Linked DNA regions of Mus musculus: region 1 is linked to region 2. The links are chromatin contacts, called in public Hi-C maps. All regions are on one chromosome and are shown on one strand. Each heading gives the region's core, a stretch centred on a gene start, on an enhancer-like site or on the middle of the called end of the contact. The rest is flanking DNA. Distances are from core to core; before and after follow the strand shown.

The links. A called contact is a pair of places that touch in the nucleus more often than the background predicts.
Region 1: a contact with region 2 is called in a Hi-C map of cerebellar granule neurons, with 4 times the contacts expected there. The contact joins two enhancer-like sites. A contact is called at or near these places in 3 of 484 Hi-C or Micro-C datasets (cerebellar granule neurons and cerebellum).

The regions. Positions count from the first base shown.
Region 1 is chr6:20,638,249-20,643,556 of GRCm38.p6, forward strand. No RefSeq gene overlaps it. Among named protein-coding and RNA genes, the nearest start is that of Gm38772, 330 kb to the right of the region's middle. Within about 2 kb of position 2,238, at least 2 of the 459 cell types and tissues checked have an H3K27ac peak or open chromatin away from gene starts, as enhancers often do. A contact at or near this core is called in cerebellar granule neurons and cerebellum, where this site is marked.
Region 2 is chr6:19,941,813-19,947,076 of GRCm38.p6, forward strand. No RefSeq gene overlaps it. Among named protein-coding and RNA genes, the nearest start is that of Gm22828, 320 kb to the left of the region's middle. Within about 2 kb of position 2,484, at least 2 of the 459 cell types and tissues checked have an H3K27ac peak or open chromatin away from gene starts, as enhancers often do. A contact at or near this core is called in cerebellar granule neurons and cerebellum, where this site is marked.

The sequences.
Region 1 (5,308 bases), core at 988-3,487, 700 kb after region 2:
GATTTACATGAAAATAAAAAGCCAGAATATTTTCTCCATCAAAAGTATCTACAAAAGTGTTACCTTCTAGTGATTTTGGATTCACATTTGTTGATGCCCCTTGAGCAACTTATCATTGCAGTGATATGTGCTATGCAATAATTATCAAATATTAAATAAATAATTGTTGTATAAGTGCAATAATCTAGTATAAAGGTAAATGCTTCAATAACTGGTTATTTCAGATTGCTGATTATGAATTGTTAAGCTATCGTGTTTTAAGAGACATCTTTGTTAAGTTAGAGGTCATGTATCTGAATGTTGATCTATGAGACCATAATGACAAATTAATACAGTTAAATTCAGAGAGAAAGGAGAATACAAACATGCTAGTTAAATAAAATTTTATAGCATTAAATTTAGTTTTAATTCTCAGCTTGAAACAAACTAGAATTACCTGCGAAGATACTCTTAGCAAGAGACAGTCTATATCAGATTGGTCTGTGTTAATATCTGTTGAGGACCAAGTTATTTTGCAATGAAAAGGCCTGGGTTATTGTGAGCTGCAAAATTCCCTGAATGGGCTACCACAGATAATATAAATGTAGAGAAAATAAAAATAAATTAATTTATCACCTTCTACTCATGTCTATGTATGTAAGGTGAGTAGCTACTTCAAGTTCCTGATACCTTGACCTCCTGTGATGATGGGATATGACCTGGAATTGGGAGACAGGTTTATCCTCCCATATTTTATCACAATACCAGGAACAGAAATATAACACACAGCAACAAGAAACATCAACACTGTCATTAGTCAGATGACTCAGGAAAGTATCCCAGTACCAGGCCCATTGTGAAGACAGAACAACAGAAATTGAAATACCAGGACGAAAGTTATTCCTCATTATCAAATGAATATTGCCCGTGTGAGGCAAACTTTAAGGAAATGCAACCCAGTCTGCATTCCTGAACTGTGTGATATAATTAAATCTCTAATTAAATCTAGATATAATTAAATCTCTTGAAGTAAGTTTGATTCTTTAAAGACATATGTCTTGTTTTCATTAGGATGTTAGAGAAAACTGTGGTGAAAAATAATTTTATGACAGTTTATAGATAAGCCTTCTGGAATAATTCTAAGATTAACAAATTGCTAATTACAACTTTTTTTTGCCCCAGTTAAAAAACAATTTTCTCCCTTGACCTCTTCATTTAAATTGTGTCTACCTTCTATCTATATATTTTCACATACTTATTCATTTATTTACCATACACATATACACATATAAACTATGCATACAGTAGTTTTACTTGTCTTGTGGAAAATGACTCAGGAAATTCAAGTCATGTTTCAAAGAAACGTTGAAATCATGACAACTGAGGAATTGGTTAAGTGTAACAGACATAGTGACTAAATTATAGAATATTTTAAGCAAAAAGTTGACAATAAGGTTCTATTCTGTGTTTATAGTTTATGACTGAAACTATATGATGGGCAAAATGAGAAAGATACAAATCAATGGCAATACTGTGAAGAAAGGCCAAAGAGTTAGACATATTTTCAGAGCCCTATTCCTATGAATAGATATTTATTCTATACTCAAGAAAAAGATGATCTTGATGTATAATTTATAAAAGAATTAAAATTACCTACAGAAAATATAGTTGTCCTAGTGAATAAGTGAACTACAAATGCTAAGACTTCAGTTTTTCTAAGACAAAAGCATGTTCTAAAATGAAGCTGATGGCTGGACTCAGTCCTTGCACAGATTTAGTGTATAATCTCCTGCCTTATGGATGCTCGTAACAGATTTTGTACAAGTTTTAATCATCCAATGTCACTCTTGCAAAGCAAAACAATGCACATAAGAATTTTGCTACTATGTATTTTGCATAAAAGTCTTTGAATTGATATTTTCTTTCTGATAGTGAGAAATAAGTCTGAAGCATTCTGTACTTCCAGTTGGAAAATTTCTGATATCATATAGAAATGTAAATCTATTACCTTCCAAAATATCACATTATTTCTTCCCATTTTTTCTTTCTTTTGCTTTCAACCGTCCTGGGATCAGGTAGCCATGCCATCACAGAAATTAAAATGAAGCAAAGTAAGCAAACAAATCATGACAGATTAAGTTGGTGGGTGGGGAAAAGTTATGGGAACTGATTGCTGCTGAGATTCATACGAGGAGGTATGTTTATATAATTCTAGGCTCATTGCGGCAGGGGGGCGCAGGCTCAGTCCATTTGGCAGAAGGTTGCCTTTTTTTTTTTTTTTTTTTTTTTTTTTTGCATTCTGATATAGCACATCAAACCTGGACAGTATCCCTGTCAGTGGGAAAGGTCAGCCAGATTCCTATTGGGCTCAAAATAGATATCTTTTGTTAACTTCCTTAGGGTAGTAAAATACTGAGGGAATATTTCTATAACTTTACTAGTTTTGAGTCCTCAGTAATATTCTGTGTTATAAAGAAAGAAAGACATGATTAGCATGTATAGAAAGCTTTATTAAGAACAAGCAACATATATGCCTAAGCTGATCTCGTATGGGAAAAATAATCTTAAGAAAATAATCTACAAAACAAATCATACTTTTACAAAAACATTTTAAAAGAAATACAAATAAGAGTGATGACTCTTTCAAAATGCATACGTTCTAAAGTAATATAAATGTTTTAATATTCCTCTTCTTAGGAAACACATTTGCTTCAGAAGCACTCAAATATTTTAAAATGCTTTAAAATATAGTGGAGGTTTTGTCTAAAACATAATGCCTTTATGTTAGATTAACTTTCACTCATTATAAAAGGCATTCTTCTTGATACTTCCTTAGAGAAGTATTTTCAATACAAATATATGCAAAATGACTAGAGGGTAAATTTTTCTAATTAATTCAGAAGTAAGGGATGTTCTGATATTGTACCTTTTACCACTTGTACCTTATAAGGTATAGGCAAATTCTCTAAAATATTCTCAAGTTTATCTGAGTTGATCGGGTAACTCATAACTATTTCAGTTGTAATATTTTAAATGTTTTTCTAGATTCATGTCTGACATTCTACTAAATGGAGAGACAACTCTATGAGATTTTCTCATTTTTATCATATTTGACAGAATTCAAGGAATACATTAAGTTTCTAAAAGTATAAAAATATGATTCAGTTGTTATATGAGAGGCAGAAGTGATGGCACTTTCGGGGTGACTAGGATTATTTGTTTTAGAAAGCAGACAAGTATTTACACCATGAAATCAGTTTTGTTCAGAGTAATAGAGTGGAAGATGCTTCACGAGGGTGTATCAGTGTCAGTCAGATCGCAATTTGCTGTTCACAACATATCAGAGGAATTCACAGATGGCCTGAAGAAATAGGCTAGCCCCCCTGCCAGGCCCACAATGTTACTGAGATTAGCAGAAAACGTATTTGTCTTCTCAATTAATTCATTTGGTTAAATTAGCATTAGCTATTATCATTTCAATGCAAAAGTATATATTTAGCAGGCACTTTTATCATCAATATAAATAAAATAAGCTTTAGCCAGAAAAAAAAATTATATTTTTAAAAGTGATTAGTTTTCAAATAAGTCTTCTGAAACGTAAGTAACTTCAGATGCAAACTGTTTCCTGGAAATAGCTGTTCTGTTTTAGCAAAAAATATTTAAATCATTTTAGAAGAAAGCAGTTCTATTCAGTGAGCATATTCTATAGGGTGTCTTTGACATGTTGTACAATACCAGATCAATAGATAGCAAGCAGTACACACACACACACACACACACCACTGCAATTCTGCATTTGTTCCAATGACTAGAGTATCTACCTGTGCTCCATCTGCTTAGATGCATTTCTGTCCAAAAATGATAATTCTGGGTGGTCGTTTCAGTTAAAAATAATTTATGATTTGCGTTCCCCAGAGATATTGCTGCTCAGTCACTGTGCCAGCTTTTGAGAAGTTCTGAATCATTTCTGGTGACAAGCATTTGACTTGCCCTTTTCAGGTCTGGAGTTGGTTGTCTTCAGTTTAATGTTGTCAGATTTTTAATGGTCTCATTTTACTACTCCAGGGACTAACCGTGATCTTTGGTGTGCAAAGCCTCATTATATGAATAAGGGTGGTAACATGTGAAGTTTAATCAGCCTCTGAGTTAGCTTAAAACAATGTTTTTGATAGTGTATTCTACCTCATTATAATTTTATACTTGAAGTCTCTAAAACAACTTGCCTTAATGTGATCCTAAGTTTCTGTAGCACATTGGTACCACTTTATATACTCAAGATTATTCTAATATGATGTAATATATGAGAGAATATTAGTAATTTTAAGATCTTATTCTCCTGAGGAGAATGCTTGCAGCTATCATCCACTAAAAGTGTTGCTAATTTTAATTGTTTGCCTTTTAATGGCTACATAATATAGATGTATGAATTCTTATTTTTAAGTTTTTTAAACTAAACTAACTCTTATGAAAAAATTAGATCCTAAGCTATTAGTCTTGAATGAAGATCAAACTGAACATATAATTTCATGAGAGTAAGTTACTTGCAAATCATAAGTACATACTTTGCAAAAAAGTAAAAGGAATATAATTTTGGGTGAGGTTTTTGGTGTATGTTATACATTTGTTGATTTGTGCCTATTTAGAGCTCTACATTTGGCTTCAGGTAGGACATATTTCTCATCTTGGCTGTAAGAATGAAAGGAAATAGTTAGAAATTAGAAACTTTATCTCCTTAAATACAATTTATTTATATATTAAATCTGTACAAGTAAACTTGTCATGGAACTTTTGAGTTTTAAACTATGAAGATCTAACCTACAGTTAAGACAGGTGCTTCACACCATTAGAATTTATCTGATATTATCATCCTCACACATCATCAGTGCTATTGATTATGATGCATTCTGTTTTCTTTTTTCTTTCCCTTCATGTAGCACATAGTACATTTCTGCAGTCAGGTTTGATTACCATTCAGTTTAACACTGAAACCCCCAACACATAGAAAATATTGCCATAGTATCTAAAGGCTCAAATTCCGCACAGATTTGCTATTTGATTAAATGACTACCATTTCATTTAGTAAACGGCTAGTCGCAAAAGTATATAATAGTAGTTCTGATGTAAAGATATTTGGAAATGAAAAAAAAAAAAGAGTCACCATGTTTTCAGGGAAGACAGATTTATCATTTGTAAATTAAAGATGCTCAGTGTGACTCACGGTACAGAATACCTGATGCAAGCTAACCTTTCTATGACAATATAGAAAATAATGAGCTCTATCTCTGGGGTTTGCTAAATATATGGATTCATATTAAATAGCATCCTTAGC
Region 2 (5,264 bases), core at 1,234-3,733:
TCTAGGCCTTTAGGCCCAGGCTTGGGAATGTGACCTTTGTGACTCAATGCTCCAAGGTATGCTAATCATAAAACAGATAGTGACATTCCTCCACCCACTTGCTTCCTGGGTTCAAAGAGTATTCATTCAAAGAAAGTCACCCTGAGCTACCCTGACCATTGTTGGAAACCACTATGCAAATGTGCTATTGTTAGGTGCTCTTAGAAACTGTCTTGAGGTGACAGCAGATGCTGGCGAGGATGTGGAGAAAGAGGAACACTCCTCCATTGTTGGTGGGATTGCAAGCTTATACAACCACTCTGGAAATCAGTCTGGCGGTTCCTCCGAAAATTGGACATAGTACTACCAGAGGATCCCGCAATAGCTCTCCTGGGCATATATCCAGAAGATGTCCCAAAGGGTAAGAAGGACACATGCTCCACTATGTTCATAGCAGCCTTATTTATAATAGCCAGAAGCTGGAAAGAACCCAGATGTCCCTCAACAGAGGAATGGATACAAAAAATGTGGTACATTTACACAATGGAGTACTACTCAGCTATTAAAAAGAATGAATTCATAATATTCCTAGGCAAATGGTTGGACCTGGAGGGCATCATCCTGAGTGAGGTAACCCAATCACAAAAGAACTCAAATGAAATGTACTCACTGATAAGTGGATATTAACCCAGAAACTTAGTATAGCGAGATATAAGGTACAATATGTAAAACATATGAAACTGAAGAAGAACGAAGACCAAAGTGTGGACACTTTGCTCATTCTTAGAATTGGAAACAAGCACCCATGGAAGGAGTTACAGAGACAAAGTTTGGAGCTGAGACAAAAGGATGGTCCATCTAGAGACTGCCATATCCAGGGATCCATCCCATAATTAGCCTCCAAGCAATGACACCATTGCATACACTAGCAAGCCTTTGTTGCAAGGACAGTGATATAGCTGTCCCTTGTGAGACTAGGCCGGGGCCTAGCAAACACAGAAGTGGATGCTCACAGTCAACTATTGGATGGATCACAGGGCCCCCAATGGAGGAGCTAGAGAAAGTATCCAAGGAGCTAAAGAGATCTGCAACCCTATCGGAGGAACAACGTTATGAACTAACCAGTACCCCAGAGCTCTTGACTCTAGCTGCATATGTATCAAAAGATGACCTATTCGGCCATCACTAGAAAGAGAGGCCCATTGGTCAGGCAAATGTTATATGCCCCAGTACAGGGGAATGCCAGGGCCAAAAAATGGGAATGGGTGGGTAGGGGAGTGGGGGGGGGGACTTTTAGGATAGCAGTGGAAATGTAATTGAAGAAAATACGTAATAAAAAAAGAAAAAAAAACAAATAAAACAAACAAACAAACAAACAACCCACAAAAAACCAAAAAAAAAAAAAAAAAAAAAAAAAAAAAAAAAAAAAAGAAAGAAAGAAACTGTCTTGAGAAATAACCCTCACAATTACCAGGTATTCCTCGTGACTCCTGTGACTTTGCACTTACTTGTGACTCTTAACTGGTATTTTTGGTATTTTCCAACAACGCCCTTCCCACCTCCTTGAGTTGTGGTATCTTCCTTTAAATACCCCCTGACCCAGCTACTCAGTGTGCCACGGTCCTCTACCCCTGGGTGGTGTATGACCGTGGGCGGGAGAGAGCTCTTGAATAAAAATCCTCTTGCAGTTTGCAGCAAGACCGTTTCTTGTGGGTGATTTTGGGGTGTCACCTCTCCTGAGTCAGAACGTGGGGGAGTCCTCACATTATGGGTCTTTCAATACCAATCCAAGAATCAAAAATCCAGAGTAAACTAGAATATGTAAGAGAAATGACACCAGAGAAAATTGCATATTTGGTTAAAAGGTAACAGGTACTATTATAAATATTACATTGAGCATGTATTCCATCTGAATACAAATTTGATGAAATGGAAAGATTTCTTATAGTAAATATTTAAAGTTATTTTTAAAAAATTAGACTGCTTACAACCTACTTCATTAAATATGTTGCACATGTAAGTTGATAGCATCCTAAGAGTAAAGTTAGATGACTTAACCATAGATGGCTGCCGAAGATATTACAGAAAGATAATGTCACTTCTATATAAAGCTTTATAAACACAGATATCAAAATGGAGTTCTAATTATTATGAGTCCATTAATACATTGACTGTAAAATTATAGAGGAGTATTAACCCTAAAAGTAAACACAAAAATTCATGTTTTAATAAATAAAACCAAGGTAATTAAGAATTAAAAAATAACTTCAATATTTCAATACCGAATGAGGCTTATCTCATAAGATGTTGTTGTTTTAACACTTGAATAAAATACATCACAATAGAACATTTCATGAGGACTTCATTTTGAATGATAGAATCTTCACTCTTTATTTGGGTGATTACTTCAATATCACTATGATACTTTCATAAAACCTATAGACCATATTGCCCAATGTATGACTAACTCTATGTAATCATACTTCAGTATGTCTTACTAAAATTGTGTTTGTCAAATTGAAATATGAAATATGTTAAGAAATATATTCTAATTATGCATTCAGGGATATCTTGATGTGGATGTTTTTGATATTTTATTTAAGTGGTCTGTACTTTACTCCTTTTTCTGATTCAAAATTTAATTTTGAGTAGCAATTAATCAAACATTCTCTTTGTTGGGGTATAAAACTGAACACAGTGTTTTCTGCCATAAATCTCTTGTCCATATGGTAAAGGTACAATATTGGCACTGAAACCTGGTGTCCATCTGGACAGAGATACATTTCCTACATGAGGCAAAACTTTCAAAATCAGCCATCTGTTTTTATGCAATTTTCCAAAAACTTGTAAATAAAATAATATGAACATGAAACAAAAGTGATCACAAAGATAATGGATCATTTACTTGACACAGTAAATGGTCTTTCAAAACATGCTGAATATTGTCAAACGGCTTTTGTAACTTTGAAGGTATAAATGCTATTTACTGTGAGAACAGCAATAGTGAATGAGTACATCATCAGTCCAAAGTTATCATATTAATGCTCAATTATCTTTCTTTTAATTAGTCATCCCTGATTTATACCGACCCAGCTTTTTGTTTACCAAAAGTATCCACAGTGCCATTTGCATGTGTATTTTTCCCCGAGGATTGCTAAGTGATTGGATATATTCATAAAGTGCATTGCTTATGATAAATTTATAGCATATATAAGTAAATGATATTTTCAAGTGATAATGTGAAATAATATACACATTGAAGTCATCTATTTGGCAGCCCAAATTCTGTGCCTTGTGTCACTTTACGCAGACCACTATTCTCTCCTTAATTATCACTACTGTGAAAGAAGACTAGTAAGCCCAGCTTCTGTAGAGATTAAATTTATCATGACAAAGTCCTATTGAGTTGGGCATTAAACAAAGCACTGTAGGTGGGGTGGCTTAAAACTACATGAATTAATATTCCACAATTCTTGAATCTGAAAGTATAGGAACAAAATTTCAGCATGGCTGAATTCAAGAGACAGTTGCCACATTACAGTCTCCTAATTTATACTATGTTCACATGGCAGAAAGAGTGTATGGTATCACTATAGGCCTTTATAAAAACATTGTAATCATTTTGTAGACTTCACTACATCAACTAACTATATATTAACCAACTTCAAAATACTTTCTTATAAAAAATAGTGTTTCACACATGTTGGGGTATACATTAAGCCTATTGCAGTATGTCAGATCATTATTTGTCATAACAATGTTTTGCTATTGAATATACTTTAGAGTACTTGTTTTCCATATAAGGCTTAATGGATACGGAATGTTAGTAAAAAAAAAAAAAAGTTTGTGATTGCTAATCTAATCATGTACATACAGGCTTTTATCCAAGGATCATGCTCTCATGGTTCCTGAGGGAAGCAACTATCCCAGTCAACATGTAATGTATTATGCATATGTATTCATCGCCCTAAACTGTATTCAACACAAAGAGGTGCACCGTGGTGTTTGAGTACCTTCTAGAGTGGTTCATGTCACTAGGCAGACGAGTTCCATTCTCTGTGCTCCAAGATTGCATTGGAAGTCATCCAGGTAACCTTAGCTCAGCTGGATCTGAAATCCCCTTGTGTGTCATCAGTGCATCTGCTGCTGACTCCCCTACAGAGTGACGATGTGACTGAGTGCTGAACATTTTTGTAGAACATGCAAGGGCAGAAATGCATCAGATTTAGTGATGTGGACTTGATCTATAATTGACAATTCTGGGAAAATTTAGTCTACTGAGTTTATGAACTCAGTTGGAGAAGCACAACAATTTTAAAGTAAAGAATCATTCTGAAACCCCAAAAGAAAAACTGCTCATTAATCACGGGAGACTGAGGATTAACTTCTTTGCCTAGACAAGCCATATCTATTCTAGCTTGTCTGTCCATGAGCCACTGGTTTCTTCAATTTATAAAATAAATAAATGAATGTGTGTTTTGTAGTCAGATCCGTCAAACTGTGAGATGTGCCAAAAATGCCTCCAATGCCTTTACTGACAAATGTCCAAATTTTTCAGGTTTATATTTCTAAATTATGTACTAGTTCTATTCTGCCACCACAAAAGAAAAGGAAACCCACAACAAATAGATATGTCATCTTATGATAAAGTGTTTCATGATACATTTTGAGGGGAAGCGTGTCAGAAAGAAGAAATGCTTCGTGGTTTACAGTTCTTTCAAGTATACTATCAAGATACAGTCAGTTTGGACGTAAGAGCTGGCCCAGTGGATAGAAGTGCATGCTGCCAAGTCTGACAACCTGAGTCAGGTCCTTGGGATTTATATGGGCAAAGGAAAAACAAAACAAAACAAACAAAAAAAACAAACAAACAAACAAAAACCTATGTCTAAAGGTTACTCTGTCACCTCAGTGCATGCACACTTACACATTAAATAAAAGGTGTAATAAAAAAGAATAGGTATGTTTAAGAAGTATGAGATATTTAAAGATTAAATGGAATTTATATTTCATTATTATTTTAATTGCTAAAACATGGAAATGTCATGTTACTATTAGTTTTATCAGTATTGTTAAATATTAGAATTACCAATGTTCTTAAGGCAGAGACTGATTTGAATTTAATTGCTTCAAATGTAACAAGTTTCATGGTATATATAAATTTTATTTGGTAGCCTAAAAATAATTTATTTATTTGATTTAACAGCTCATTTGGAAAGTTTATATTAAATGGAAGGATGGAATTCATTAGTTATCTTTATATTACAAAAACTAAACAGCTATCT